Regions from separate parts of the Mus musculus genome. Here regions 1 and 2 are each linked to region 3. A link is a contact called in public HiChIP or PLAC-seq and promoter capture Hi-C data. All regions are on one chromosome and are shown on one strand. Each heading gives the region's core, a stretch centred on a gene start, on an enhancer-like site or on the middle of the called end of the contact. The rest is flanking DNA. Distances are from core to core; before and after follow the strand shown. Region 1 holds the start of Sco2 (SCO2 cytochrome c oxidase assembly protein). Region 2 holds the start of C730034F03Rik (a long non-coding RNA gene). Region 3 holds the start of Kif21a (kinesin family member 21A).

Region 1 (4,863 bases), core at 21-2,520, 1.7 Mb after region 3:
TCCGTCCCTAGAAGTTAATGAAGGTGTCTGAGCAGATGCTGCACATCCTTGAGGAAGTCGGCTGCTGCATTGTCGGCCAGAGTGCAAAGCTGGTTCCTGCTGATGGGATCCTGTATGCTGCACGAGATGTGACAGCCACTGTGGACAGTGTCCCACTCATTACAGGTGACCTGAAACGGGGTACCCTGACTGACAGACAGTCCGCTAGGCACTGCCGCTTTTCTCAGAGAGGCAACTCTTCCTGTGCCCAAGTATACCCTGGGATGATGTTTCTGGTCTTCGCAGCTTCAATCCTCAGTAAGAAGGCCGTGGAGGGACTGTCCACTCTGGTGGTAGATGTTAAGTTTGGGGGAGCTGCAGTCTTCCCAGACCAGGAGAAGGCCCGAGAACTGGCAAAGATGTTGGTGAGCCGTGCTAGGCCACAGTGCCCTTTCTATGAAGGGACATGAGCCTCACATTCCGTCCTATCCCTGCCTCTGCCCACTCAACAGTCCTGGAAGAATAAAACGGCAATTCCTCTTTCCAGCCCTCCTACCCTATCCAATCAAAGCTGTCCTGACTGCGGACCTGGGGAAATCCTCCACAGAACCCCCGCCACTTAGGGCAACCAACCAGAACACCCCCATCCCCTCTGAGGCCTGGCAGTGTTGGTTTCTGATCTCTAACCTAAGCCTTTACTGACACCTTAACCCAGGGACAGCAGGTATGGGATTTGATAATGCCGGATACTGAATAATGCCTCCCCAGGTTAGAGTGGGAGTGAGCCTGGGGCTGAAGGTCGCCGCAGCCCTGACCGCCATGGATAACCCTCTGGGCCGCAGCGTGGGCCATACCCTGGAGGTGGAAGAAGCGTTGCTTTGCCTGGATGGTGCGGGGCCGCCGGATCTGCGGGACCTGGTCATTAGGCTAGGTGAGAGGGCTGGAGTTAAGACCACCAGTTTGTATGCCAGGAGCTCTCAATCCCTGCAGCTTCTGAGCTCCACCCCGCCCGCCAGCAGGAGGCGCCATTCTTTGGATTAGCGGACAGGCGGAAACACAAGACCAAGGCGCCGCCCGAGTGGCCGCGGCGTTGGATGACGGCTCCGCGCGGCGCCGCTTCCAGCTGATGCTTTCGGCGCAGGGCGTGGACCCCGGCCTAGCTAAAGCATTGTGCTCCGGGAGCCCCACGCAACGCCGGCAGCTGCTGCCTCACGCCCGAGAGCAAGAGGAGCTGCTCGCACCGGCAGACGGTGAGACCGGATATCAACGGCACCAGATCCCACCCACTTCCTCTCCCGATCTTTCCTGGTCCTGGCACGTGCCTCCAGTAGGTTCTCAGTGTCCACCCTCTCCCTTAGGCATTGTTGAGTGCGTCCGAGCGCTGCCGCTGGCCCGTGTGCTGCACGACCTCGGAGCCGGACGCAGCCGAGCGGGGCAGCCGATCAGACCGGGAGTGGGTGCCGAGGTACTGGTCGACGTGGGCCAGTGTTTGTCCCGAGGTAAGCGCTGTCTGGAATCCATAAACAACCCTTCCGGTCGCCCGCTGTGACCTAGGTAACCGCCTCTGTCGCTCGCGCAGGGACACCCTGGCTCCGCGTGCACCTAGACGGCCCTGCGCTCAGCAGTCAGCAGCGACGCACTCTCCAGGGGGCGCTCGTGCTATCAGATCGAGCACCCTTCAAGGTCCCTTCACCCTTCGCTGAACTTGTCCTCCCACCGACCATCGCACAGCCCTAAGTCTCGAACCCAGCTCAGCCAGGTGAGTTCAGTTGGGCAAGTCCTCCCCCAAGGGGTGGGACTGGGTGAGGACGCTGTTAACATGTGGCCTCATACTCTGCTGCTACTGCTTCATCTAGCTTATCACATGAGCTAGAGACCTTCTGAGGCCCAGAAAATGGACATATTGGGAATATTTGCCAGTCCCATCTTCTCGGACTGGTCCTAGCTCAGGGCTGATGGTGCCCTGGACGTATCCTCCATCTCATAAGAGATCCAGGTTGTAGCCACACGGGGGCAACATACTGGGGGAGCCCAGTAGGCTGGATGCCAGTGGCTCTAAATGCTAGTTGTAACAACCTTCCCTGGGGAGAGGGGGGGGGGGGAGGATGAAGGGAGATGGCAGGGCTGAGGGACTGCAGAGGGGCAGGGTACGGCATCCAGTTAAGTGCAGAGGAGTCTGCCTGCCCAGGAAGGTGAAGGTCAGACAGTTCAAGGCACAGTGGGCTGAGCTGTGTTACATTACAGAAAACAAGCTGGAGGCACTTGTTTTCTGCTGAGCCCCAGATTACCCTGAAGTGACCCTAAAGCTAGAAAGGATCACCTCTTAAAGGTGGTCAGCCAGAGGATCAACAGCCTCCCTATAAAGAACAATTTATTGTAAATAGACACATGCATCCCAGTGCCCAGGCAAAGCATATTCGCGGTGCTTCCAAGAATCCACAGGGAGGCTTGGCAGTTGTGGCGTGGGTTCTCCAGAGGTTGGGGTCATGAGGCTGAGACTCCCTGGTTAAAGACGTAGGTTAGAGCAAACCAGCTATGGACTTTTGGTGTTGCCTGGACTGCATGCAGCTTACGGCAGAGCAGTTCTGAGTTGAGACGAGCCGGTGCAGGCAGCTAGATAACCTGCTTGAATGTGGGGCAGATGCTTGTCCAGCAGCGGAGGCCTAGACATCTTGTCCATTCTTTTCTGACTTTTGCCACCTTTGTTCTTTTCCAGGAGCTTCAGGTCCACGATGCTACTGGCTCTAGGGCCCAAAGCTTGGCCCAAGCTCTCTCAGTTCAAACCCCTCCTCAGGATCTCAGGAGGTGAAACTCTGCATAGAAATTCCCGACACTGGGCAGGGCAGGGCCAGCGCCAAGGCCCTGGGCTAAGAACTAGACTGCTGATCACAGCCCTGTTTGGGGCTGGGCTAGGCTGGGCCTGGCTGGCCGCGAGGGCTGAGAAGGAACAGTGGCGCCAACAGCAGCGTACAGAGGCCCTGCGCCAGGCTGCTGTGGGCCAGGGTGACTTCAGCCTACTAGACCACAAAGGCCAGCCTCGATGCAAAGCCGACTTCCGAGGCCAGTGGGTGCTGATGTACTTCGGTTTTACTCACTGCCCTGATATTTGCCCCGATGAGCTGGAAAAGCTAGTGCAGGTGGTGCGGAAGCTAGAGGCGGAGCCTGACCTGCCCCTGGTGCAGCCTGTCTTCATCACTGTGGACCCAGAACGAGATGACGTGGCAGCCATGGCCCGCTATGTGCAAGAATTCCACCCAAGACTGTTAGGTCTGACCGGTTCTACAGAACAGGTGGCCCATGCTAGTCGCAACTACCGCGTATACTACAGCGCTGGGCCTAAGGATGAGGACCAGGACTACATTGTGGACCACTCCATTGCCATCTATCTGCTCAACCCTGATGGTCTTTTCACCGATTACTATGGTCGCAGCAGGTCAGCAGAGCAGATCGTAGAGAGTATACGTCGGCACATAGCTGCCTTCCACAGTGTCTTGCCCTGAACTATACCTATTGCCTAGGCCCTGTCATTAAATGGATGTACTTAATCTGTGCATGTGCTCTGTACCAGCAGCTCATTTAAATAGTCTGTCCGGTGAACAGGTGGGGTAGCAACACTTTATTAGGCTAGGCCAGCCAGGAGGCAGCACTGGAGTGAATGGCCCCATAGCACATTAGGGGCAAAGACCTCCAGGTATATACTACTTTCCACCCCTGCCTCAGTGCTGTCCACTCAAGGCTGGGCCATGGATGGTGCAGCATAGGTCTGGAAGCGGGTGTGGGCTCGCTGGTGTGTGAGCAGTCTCAGAGACATTGTGTCCACAGCTGCCTCCAGTCCTGGCTGCTGAGTGATCTCCACTGTGTAGTCATTAGCCTGTGGAAACAAGGTGTCAGTAGAGTCCAGGGCCGCTGCCCCATCCCTTGTGTCCCAGGCCACTTACCAGTTGCAAGGAGGCCAGCATGGAGCGGCACACCTCAAAAGCAGGCTGCCCTGCTACAAGCTCTGAAAAGGGACACCATTCATTGAGCTGGGGGAACCGTGAAGCCAACTGGTCCCCGTAGATATGGATATCAAAGGGCACATGCTGCTCCTGCAGAGGGAAAGGACATGTTAGCTTCAAGTGGAGAGACAGGTCTGGGCAAACCCCGGGCTGGTGGGAGGAGGCTCTAGTCCCCAATAGCACGCCTCACCTGCTCCTGGAGCAGGGGCTGGATGGTATCTTCCCAGTCCCTGATGCGTTGGCTCAGCTCTGTCTCCTGGATAAACTTCTGGGAGGTGGCAATGAAGAGTTCCTACAGAAGGACCAGTGGGTTCTCCCTTGCACACATGGGCCCAGGATGTCCCCACTGCTCCCACCTTGGTGACCCAGGCCTACCACATTTCTCCGGACCAGCTCCTCGTATCTCAGGGACTCTGGCATGGCCTCTGCATCTAAAAAGGTCCAACCATGAGCTGCTAGAGCTCTGGGGCTACATTCTCCCCTCCTGCCGCTCCCCATCCAGACCTACCGAGGTCAGCAGCTTCCTCGGGCATCACCCCCGCAGGCTCCTCCACGTACTCCTCGGGCTCTAGAAAGTCATCTGCTGAGACATGGGAGAAGAGAGCAAGGCTGCTGCTCAGCCAGCAGTACTCGCTGCGAGTACTAGCACGACTCTGACCACACAACACACGCACATTCCATCTAAAGGCACCCACCTGCTACCCCGAGGTCCTCGAGGGACTCTTCCAAGCGATCCTCCTCTGTAGGCCACAGATCCTGCTTGGCCCCAGGTAGCCATCTCTCGTTGATCTGCCCAGAGAACATCTGTAAGGAAACTCATATATCCCATGCCTCAGACCTGTGGGGTTGCAGACCTTGGTCCTGTGGGTACTTGCCTTACGTCTCC
Region 2 (4,331 bases), core at 1,157-3,656, 1.6 Mb after region 3:
GAAATAGAGGCATCTCAGACCTCTGAGTTCAAGACCACCCTGACCACTCTGTACAATGACTTCCAGGATAGCCATGGCGACACAGAGAAACCCTGTCTCCAAAAACCAAAAACCGAACAAAAACCCCAAAACATTAAATTCTGGCTGAATGTTGGATACCCTGGGGTACAGAACAGTAACAGTTTTTCAAATTTGATATTCTTACTTTATGATTTTCAGTGCTGAGAGTTTGGCTTTAAATATGAAGTACAAAATAGCAGAAATATGTTTGGAGCCATTCATCGAGACCCTTGGAACTCTTTATGTCCACGAGGCAGATAAAGTTGCTCATGCTTTCCTTTGCTGTCTTCCCAGTCCATTCCTGGAGGAAGGATGGCCAAGAACCTGGCCAGAGACAGGAGACCTACGTCACCGGGTCACCAACTGTTTCAACAGTACACCACAGTCTCAAATACTAGCCAAGTTGGTGTGGCCACATGAAGTACGCATGCTGTGTGCTCAAAACCAAGGCTACAATTCAGTTATCTAGTGGTCAGAAACATCTTGAATTCCTTTGTCTTGATTTATTTTACATTAATTTCTGGTTATTATTTGTTCAGAAACCTTTACTGTCGCCAAATCTTTCACCAATCCCTACATTCAGCCAACCTCACGGGGTCATGCATGTCCCACAGGCTAAGAAGCTGACCTCTAGTAAGTCACAAAGGACAAGCTATGCCAACCCAGGCCTGACTTCCTGATAGGAGTAGTTATGTTAAAAAAAAAAAAAAAAGGCTGGAAAGATATGGTCTGGTCAGTCAGATAGCAGAATCAAGGCCACTTTCACCTAGAACCTCGGCCCAGAAAACAGAGCTTAGAACTCTTTCCCAGGCTCAAAAGCTAGCCAAAATAAAAAATAAAAACACCACCTAACATTTCCAGGCTGGTCCAGAGTTTTAACATTGCAACATAAAACAATGTTACCACCTACAAAGTTCATTCTCCACAAAGTTCACGGTCCAAAGTATTAAGGAAGTTAAAATACCCACCTGCACGTTTATCTGTCTGTGTCCTGACCCTGTACTCCTCTGCTTCTCCAGTGCTGGGATTAAAGGGGAGATAGCCTACATCTTTAAGCCAGCTCCCACAGCCTGGAGCAGGGGATGCCTCTCTCCAGCTCTCAGTGGGCCATGTAGGAAAACTGCTCATGGTTTTGACAATTCTAAAAAATTTTGTTTTGAAGTCAATTTTCTCTCTCTCTTTTTTTTTTAGGAGATCGGTCTGGAAACACCTCAGCTGTCTGCTTCACAGATTGCTCTTAAGGCTGCTCTCTGATTGGCTCCTCTGCTGCCACCCCATTAATTCTCTTACCACCTTTCTTCTCTCACTATGTAGCCTGGCTGGCCTGGAACCCAGTATATAGACTAGACTGTCCTCAGATTCACAGGTAATTAACCACCGATTTCAGTTTCCTGAATGCTTCCCCCGCGTTCTTATACACACACACACACACACACACACACACACACACCCCGCACCCGCACAATGAACTCTCTTCCCTTTTTTTTTTTTTAAGATTTATTTATTATATGTAAGTACACTGTAGCTGTCTTCAGACGCACCAGAAGAGGGCGTCAGATCTCATTACGGGTGGTTGTGAGCCATCATGTGGTTGCTGGGATTTGAACTCAGGACCTTCGGAAGAACAGTCAGTGCTCTTAACCACTGAGCCATCTCGCCAGCCCCCACTCCCTAGGCTTTCTAAAAAAGAATTATTTATTTTTTATGTGTATGAGTACACTGTGGCTATTTTCAGACACACCAGAAGAGGGCATCGGATCCCATTACATACAGACTGTTGTGAGCCACCACATGGTTGGCGGGAATTGAACTCAGGACCTCTGGAAGAGGGATCAGTGCTCTTAACCGCTTAGCCACCTCTTCAGCCCCATCCCTAGACTTTAAAGGAAAGTCTTTTCTTAACTCTAAGGTCTCATGTTCAATTCTCCCTCCCCTACACCGAAACTCGTAGCTTTGAGGCCCTTTCATTCTAATAAACCTCATCCTTCAGATGAATTATGGATTGTGTAAGCTTCCTTTCTAAGCTGACCATTAACGTCTCCCTCTTCCCGATATTTAACAGGAGAGAGACACACTCTCTCGAGAAAGAAAAATACTTTAAGTTATTGTGTTGGGTCACATTAATGGCGCTCATGCGGTCTATGCAGCGCTGGACACGCCGGACTGATTCTTATTACGCCTTCCAGCATCACATATACACCTGCTGCCTTGTGGAAAGGGGAATCGTTAGAACCTACGTTTTCATTCTTCCATTCACTTACCCCAACTGTCACCACAGGCTCGGCTAATCTACTCCCTAGTAGAGTGTCTCACACAGCAGCTGTTATAAAGGAGCCGCAAACTACCATCGTCCATTCATTGGCCAGAGCCTGGCTCGTAAGCTTTGCGGAGCTACTGTCCAACCGCCCACGGCGCTCGGGATTGGCCTACGTCACTTCCTTGGTTCCGGACACAGTCCACGCAGTAACTTGTTTTTGCAGAGACTGATAGGCGGATCGGGCGTGGCCCGAGCGCGCCCCACTCAGGGAAAGCTGCCGTCCCTCTTTGCCTTTGAGCGCCGCAGCCCTGAGAATCGCATCTGGCTTGGAAACGGTCCCAGGACTGGAGCCACCAAGAAAGCCGAAGGCAGTCGCGAAGAGCCGAGGACGCCCAGAGACTCTGCGGCTTCCGGGAAGCGGAACCGAGCCTACCCGGAAGGAGCCAACCTCACCTGAGGCTCGCTGAGCACCGGCAGGCGTTAAACCTAACGGAGCCCACGTCATGGCGGCAGACGGGACAGGGGTAGTCGGAGGAGGGGCTGTCGGCGGCGGCCTGCCCAAGGACGGTTTGCAGGATGCTAAGTGCCCAGAGCCAATCCCCAATCGGCGGCGCGCTTCCTCGCTGTCCCGTGACGCGCAGCGCCGAGCCTATCAGTGGTGCCGGGAGTACCTGGGCGGGGCCTGGCGCCGAGCGCGGCCGGAGGAGCTGAGCGTTTGTCCCGTGAGGTCAGGGGTCAGCCCTGGGGACCCTGGGGACACTCCCAGTTCGGTCGCCGTCAGTGCTACGCGGGGGGGTGGGGGGTGGGGGCAGGTCTGCAGCCTGCTGTGCTGGGGGGCGGGGTCCCCCTTCGGGACTTGGGAGGTCCTCTCGGGAAGGGTGTCTAGAGTGGGTCCCACCAATCGGGGGGACGACCCTTGCTGAGCCTGACCTGTGTGGATCTGCAGCGGAGGCCTCAGCAACCTGCTCTTCCGATGCTCACTACCGAACCACGTACCCAGTGTGGGCGGGGAGCCCCGGGAGGTGCTGCTACGACTCTACGGGGCCATCCTGCAGGTGAGGGAAAAGAAGGATCGTAACTTGGGAGTTCGGACATCTGGAGCAAGTGGTGCAGAAAGTGGTGTCTTATTTGTGTAGCTGAATATGCTGAAGCTCAAGAATTCTCAGTCAGTAAGAGCAGAAGTCCAAGCTATTGTAGATGAAGCCGATTTGGGCCAGTACCCACGTACCTCTGGCTTTTTCTGACATGAGCCCCTTTGCCATACATCTTTTATCAGGGTGTAGACTCCTTGGTATTAGAAAGCGTGATGTTCGCCATTCTCGCAGAGCGGTCTCTAGGGCCCCAGCTTTACGGAGTGTTTCCAGAGGGCCGCTTGGAACAGTACCTCCCAGTAAGAGCCCAGTTTTTGTTGTTTTTACCCCAAGTCTTTACCCTTCCCAAAGTCTGCCTTCACATCCCAGGTAGGGAAATTTCCCTAAGACCTTGATCTCCTCCCATCCCGTATCCCTTCCCCCTCCCGCCCCAGCCCCCTCACCACCCTGATAGGTTACTGGGTACAGAGCCGGCCGTTGAAAACTCAAGAGCTCCGGGACCCAGTGTTGTCGGGAGCCATTGCAACGAGGATGGCCCGTTTCCATGGTATGGAGATGCCCTTCACTAAGGAGCCCCGATGGTTGTTTGGGACCATGGAGCGGTGAGTCCAGTTTGGGATCCGTGCATCTAAAACTGAACCTCTAGTTGAGTGGATAGATACCCCAGTATCATGGACTCTGTTTCCCAGCCAAAGCCCAGTGACAGGACAATTTGGCCTGAAGAGTCGATAGAAGGGGGTGGGGAGAGATAGACAGAATGTTTCCCGTTTGGGCGGCTTCCAGGTACCTGAAGCAGATCCAGGACTTGCCTTCCACCAGCCTTCCCCAGATGAACCTGGTAGAGATGTACAGCCTCAAGGACGAGATGAACAGCCTCAGGTGAAGGCGGATGACATAGTGGGCGGGTGGGTGGCACTGGCATT
Region 3 (4,837 bases), core at 756-3,255:
ATGAGTCCGGAGTGTGAAGGGCCTAAGTCTAGAAGAATTTAGGCTCTTTGTGGTAGGTCACCATTGGAAAGTTTCAGGTCACGGAATGAGAGGAATGGCTGTTAGCATGGAGGTAAGAGGGGACTCTGGGAGCCCACCCTGGGCTTTTGTAACCGTAGAATTTACCCTTCTCTGTAGCAATTGTTATAGGCCTATTGGAATTTCTAATGTACTTGCAGACTTTCAAATCCCAGAACTAAATAGCTAATCCTTTGTATTCGTGGCATTGGTTTATTCTCTGTATCACTGGTGTCTAGCACTGTTTGCACCCTGCAGCCATTTCCTAAGCATTCAGTAAATAAATGTTCTCAACAGGATCTAAACCCTTGCATGGTAAAAGCTCCGACTTTGGGATTTTCTTTTTTAATGTAAGGTTATTAATTAGAGGAGTTACAGGGAAATATTACTTATAAAGAAATCTCAAAAAATATTATTCAAAATTAAGCATTGATTTTAGAACATTCAGCATTTAGAATTTGAAGTTATGCATGGCCTTTGCCTGAATATGAACCCAAAGCCCTAGCTATTATTGATGCTATTTGGCCAGACGTTTCAATCTGGTGGCTTGAGACTAGAGATGGTCAGACACAGTTTGAGGTTGTTTTTGCATGGTGTGTAAATATTATGCAGAATTAGTTGTTAATCTTTAAAACTAAGGCGTTTTTCACATAAGGATTTGATTTTTCTTTTTCACTTGAGGAACAACAAACATACAACCAAACCAAAAATGTGGCCACACAGGATCTGGGTGCCAGTAGATCTAGTCCAGGCAGAATGGGGACAGCTACTTCCTTAGGAAGGGGCCCGCCTTCTCGGTTTTATTTTATATATTCTCGACTTTGCTTCCTCCACTTCCTTAAGCTACCTGCCCAGTTCTTGAAGCACATGATTTGTGACAGCTCTTTTTTGAGACACATAGGTACTGTTGCTATCTAAAGTGAAGACTTTGAGAAGGTAATATATGTTGCTTTGTTGCTGTAGGTTGATCTCTTGTTCTTGTCCTTTATCGCAGAAACGAGGTGGTCAGACCAGATCCATCCACGCCTGGACCTGTCAAGTTAGGACAAAATGTGGCTCCATTATGTTGGTGGAGAAATATCGAGGCTAGGGAAGGCTCTCCAGGGAGAGGCCGGAGGACAGCTTTGTTACCAGTTTGTCACACAAAGGGACATTATAAAGTTTTTTTTTACCTTCCACCTATGTTGTCTGTAACGATTTAAAGGTAAGAAACAAAGTACATAGGACTGCCTCTAAGAATAAATACCATAGGCCATCTACCCATGGGTATACAAGGTTCAAACTTCTTTCTGAACCCAATATACACTGTGTTCTAGGACACTCTCTGAGCAGGGCGATCAGGTGTGTGATTTTAGTTTTTATCTGCTTGGGCCAGTGCTTTTATTTAGATAGCGACATTTAATCTATTATACTGTTTTGTATGAACCCACATGTTTATTTACTGAAATGTACGGAACAGTCCACAAAAGATACTCTGTGGCAAAGCTAACAAAGGCTGTTTCCACAGAGCTATCTAAAGGCATGTGGAAGGACAATGATGACGTGCAGAACACACAATGGGACACTGTTGACAGAATCTCGGGATCCCGGAGGAGCTTTTGAAAGGCCAGCAGGGAAAGAAAATCCGTTTGCAAGGATTTACCACGCTGCACGCCTCCATGGAAAGCAGTTGTGGAAATGCTTGGCAGTACCAGGGCCCGGAGCACTTTGCATGTGCATAGGACCGAACAGTAATGCACTGAAGAGGCAGAGGGGTGGAAAATCGTTCCACGTCCCAAGAGATCGGGCAGAGGACAGGGCCAGGTTTGGGAAAGGGGTCAAGGTCCGTGCCACAGAGGGGGCAGGTGGCTGCGGGGACGCGCCTCCGGTGGATGGGAGGGGGAGGGGGGGTCGGCTCGCCTCCGCGCGGTGCCGCGCCCGCCTGGCCGTGCCGCCGGGGCGGGGCGCACCGGACCGGCCACGGCTGACGCAGGGCAGCGCGGAGCCTGGCGAGTGGGGGCAAGGGGCGGCGCCGCCCTGAGTCACCGCCCCCTCCCGCGCCTCCGCGCCGCCACCTTTCCATTCAGTCGCCCAACATGGCTGGAGCACGGCGCTGAGCCCTCGCCACCGTCACCGTCACCGCCGCCGCCGCCGTCACCACCGCCGCCGCCTGCCCGGAGCGCTCGGCACGGAGCTGAGCCCCGGGCGGCCGCAGGCATGTTGGGCGCTGCGGACGAGAGCTCGGTGCGCGTGGCTGTCAGGTGAGCTGCGGGTGGACAGGAAGGAAAGCTGAAGCCAGCAAGCGGACGAGCGGGCGGGCGGACTCTCCTGCTGCCCGCTCCGGGGCCGGTGCGTCGCATCGCTGCTTCTCGGGGGAACAGCAGTGGCTGCCCCGCACCCCCACACCCCGGAGGATCGGGCGCCGCTCGCTGCACGCACGGACGCCTCGCGTTTGGCCTCCGGGTGAGCGTCGCCCGGTGTCCCCGGGAGTCGCCGCTGCCGCCCTGCAGGTGGGCCCGAGGTGTCTGTCCCCACCCCCCACTCCCTCCTCTCCAGCCCAGCCCCTGCCGCGCCGGCTGGGTTCGGAGCCGCAGACAAAGCGTCGCGGTGACAAGCGCGCCGCCCGCGCCCACTCGGGTCCCCGCGATGGCGTGCGTCGCGACACCTGGCCTCGCAGGTGTGCTGGTAGGGAGTGTGTTGCGGGACATAGGCACCCGCGGGAGGTCTGGAGAAGGCAGGCAACGTCAGCCAGCCGGAGGGTTAGATGGGCGACTGGGAGAAACAACCTGAGGTTAGTTAAGCACCTTGGATGTTGACAGTGACATCACATACGCCTGGGGTTGAGTTTTGAAATGCTGGCTGTGTCACCTTGTTGTGGTTAGTGACGGTGACATGGACATTCGGTGTAGTTTGGCTGTTTTGATGCATCGCAAGAACTCCGACAGTTGCTCTTGGAAAACTGCAGCATCATCACACTGAAAAATTAATGAAGCATTCCTCTTAGACCAAGTGCATGGCTTCCATTGCTCTGATAGTATACTGTTAACTCAGTTACAATATAAAGATTATAAAGAGAGCCTGTCTTCAGAGAAAGCCAGAATTCGTAAACATCTGTCAGCGCCTTAGTCGAAAAATTGAAAGTTACATAATGTAAGCGTTCCTATGGTTATTTTAGTGACAAATCTTGATTAAGCCCAGAAGTGGCAGTTTTGCATGTCCTGGGTCTTTAATTGTCTTAAAGCTGGGCAGTGGTGGCACATGCCCTAATCCCAGCACTTGGGAGGCAGTGGCAGGCGGATTTCTGAGTTCAAGACCAGTCTGGTCTACAGAGTGAGTTCCAGGACAGCCAGGGCTACACAGAGAAACCCTGTCTCGAAAAACAAAACAAAACAAAACAAAACAAAACAAAAAAAGAATAAAAAGAAATGGGAAGGTATTTTGATTCCTTTATTCTGCAGATAATGGAATTACCATAGAATGGAGGTGACGGTTTTATTAGGTCTGGCCCTTAATGGCCTTCCTGTCTTTGCCTTCCACGTCCCTGGTCCTGATGCACACATGATTCATATTTTAAGGCCAAACGAAAGCTAGTAGGATGAATAGGAAGAACAGTCTCATCTAGTAATGGAAGATATAGTCCAGGAATAACAGAAAAGGGGAATAAAAAATTTCAAATGTTTTACAACGGAAGTGTGTAAAGAGTCGTAAAACCGTCACATGTTTTAGATCAGGTAAAAAGCTTATTCCTCATAATCTGTGACTTTAAAGCTGTTTTTTTTTTTTTTTTTTTTTTTTTTTTTTTTTTTTTTATGTCTTTCTTACTGACGGGGACAGGAAGATTATTAAGTCAACCTTCCAAAATTAAACTGATAGCATAGACGGAAAGAGAGTTACAACCCAGAAAGCTTACATGTGCAGCCCTGGTTCTTACCCCCGTGCCTGTGCAGGTGAGAGACAGGGCTATGCCTTACCTCGTTTTACTCAGTGTAAAAGGTCGTCAGCATCTTCCCGATCCTAGACTAGGTCAATTACAAGTGAATAGCCTTGGCAGACTATTTCTATCTGGACATCTTAGAGGAGAGCGAGTTCACCACGAGAGGGAGTGAACTGAACACTCCCCGGGTCCTCCAATCCAGTCTGCTTTCCAGTTGTGGAGAAGTAAATGCATACAAATGTTGGGTCTAGACAGAGAATTAACAGAGGATTTGGCCCTCTTTCTCCTTTACGACAACGAGACGATGAGCAGTGGAGAATTGGGCTGTTCTTTCATAAAAGCAAGTGCGTTCTCCAGGTGCGTGTGTTCTAGTGGGCTTAGAGGGTTTGTAAAATAAGCGCCCGGGAAAGATGCTGAGCAGAAAGTTTCTAGCTGAGGGAGAATGGTTTTTACTCTGTTTCGGGGGATATTTTGGTGTTTGAGTTGTCTGTAGGTTGTCTTTCATTGAGAAGGGATATTGATTCAGAAAGTTCAATGTGGCAGCCAAACACCTGAAATATGGTTAAGCTCCATAACTAAAATTTAAGTTTAAATTATTATTATTATTATTATTATTATTATTATTATTATTTTGGTTTTTCGAGACAGGGTTTCTCTGTGTAGCCCTGGCTGTCCTGGAACTCACTTTGTAGGCCATGCTGGCCTTGAACGCAGAGATCCAACTGCCTCTGCCTCCTGAGTGTTGGGCCTAAAGGAGTGCGCCACCAGGCCCTGCTCAAATTTGTGGTTCAGTTTGCTGTGTTCTTGCCTTACTGAAGCTTGCTATGTTTTTTATTTATTTGAGGCAGGGTCTCATTGGGTTGCACT

What was found. Promoter capture Hi-C pulls out the DNA fragments that hold promoters and counts their contacts. HiChIP or PLAC-seq counts read pairs in DNA pulled down with a chosen protein or histone mark.
Region 1: an H3K4me3 HiChIP or PLAC-seq map of embryonic stem cells shows a contact between it and region 3, with 5 read pairs. The contact joins the promoter of Sco2 here to the promoter of Kif21a in region 3. A contact is called at or near these places in 2 of 115 datasets of contacts at active chromatin or transcription factors (differentiating embryonic stem cells and embryonic stem cells).
Region 2: a promoter capture Hi-C map of liver shows a contact between it and region 3, with 11 times the contacts expected there. The contact joins the promoter of C730034F03Rik here to the promoter of Kif21a in region 3. A contact is called at or near these places in 1 of 39 promoter capture datasets (liver) and 2 of 115 datasets of contacts at active chromatin or transcription factors (embryonic stem cells and epiblast stem cells).

The regions. Positions count from the first base shown.
Region 1 is chr15:89,370,298-89,375,160 of GRCm38.p6, reverse strand. Sco2 (SCO2 cytochrome c oxidase assembly protein) reads left to right here and starts at 1,270. Exons shown (of 3, transcript NM_001111288.2): 1 at 1,270-1,478; 2 at 1,559-1,738; 3 at 2,696-3,531. The coding sequence starts at 2,712. The coding sequence ends at 3,479. It overlaps Ncaph2 (non-SMC condensin II complex, subunit H2), which reads right to left. Exons shown (of 20, transcript NM_001115132.2): 14 at 4,853-4,863; 15 at 4,673-4,766; 16 at 4,486-4,557; 17 at 4,353-4,408; 18 at 4,168-4,269; 19 at 3,918-4,067; 20 at 2,311-3,850. The coding sequence ends at 3,710. Tymp (thymidine phosphorylase) reads left to right here. Exons shown (of 11, transcript NM_138302.2): 5 at 36-165; 6 at 286-404; 7 at 748-910; 8 at 999-1,229; 9 at 1,338-1,478; 10 at 1,559-1,738; 11 at 2,696-3,530. The coding sequence ends at 1,716.
Region 2 is chr15:89,428,090-89,432,420 of GRCm38.p6, reverse strand. C730034F03Rik (a long non-coding RNA gene) reads right to left here and starts at 2,406. Exons shown (of 4, transcript XR_875570.1): 1 at 2,322-2,406. Chkb (choline kinase beta) reads left to right here and starts at 2,494. Exons shown (of 11, transcript NM_007692.6): 1 at 2,494-3,044; 2 at 3,264-3,372; 3 at 3,594-3,707; 4 at 3,877-4,010; 5 at 4,192-4,287. The coding sequence starts at 2,821. It overlaps Gm44502 (predicted readthrough transcript (NMD candidate), 44502), which reads left to right and starts at 2,494. Exons shown (of 27, transcript NR_004843.2): 1 at 2,494-3,044; 2 at 3,264-3,372; 3 at 3,594-4,010; 4 at 4,192-4,287.
Region 3 is chr15:91,047,119-91,051,955 of GRCm38.p6, reverse strand. Kif21a (kinesin family member 21A) reads left to right here and starts at 2,005. Exons shown (of 37, transcript NM_001109040.2): 1 at 2,005-2,297. The coding sequence starts at 2,254. Gm52215 reads right to left here. Exons shown (of 2, transcript XM_030248879.1): 1 at 4,008-4,837; 2 at 2,055-3,011. The coding sequence starts at 2,744. The coding sequence ends at 2,079. It overlaps Gm36710 (a long non-coding RNA gene), which reads left to right and starts at 903. Exons shown (of 2, transcript XR_384343.1): 1 at 903-958; 2 at 1,052-1,233.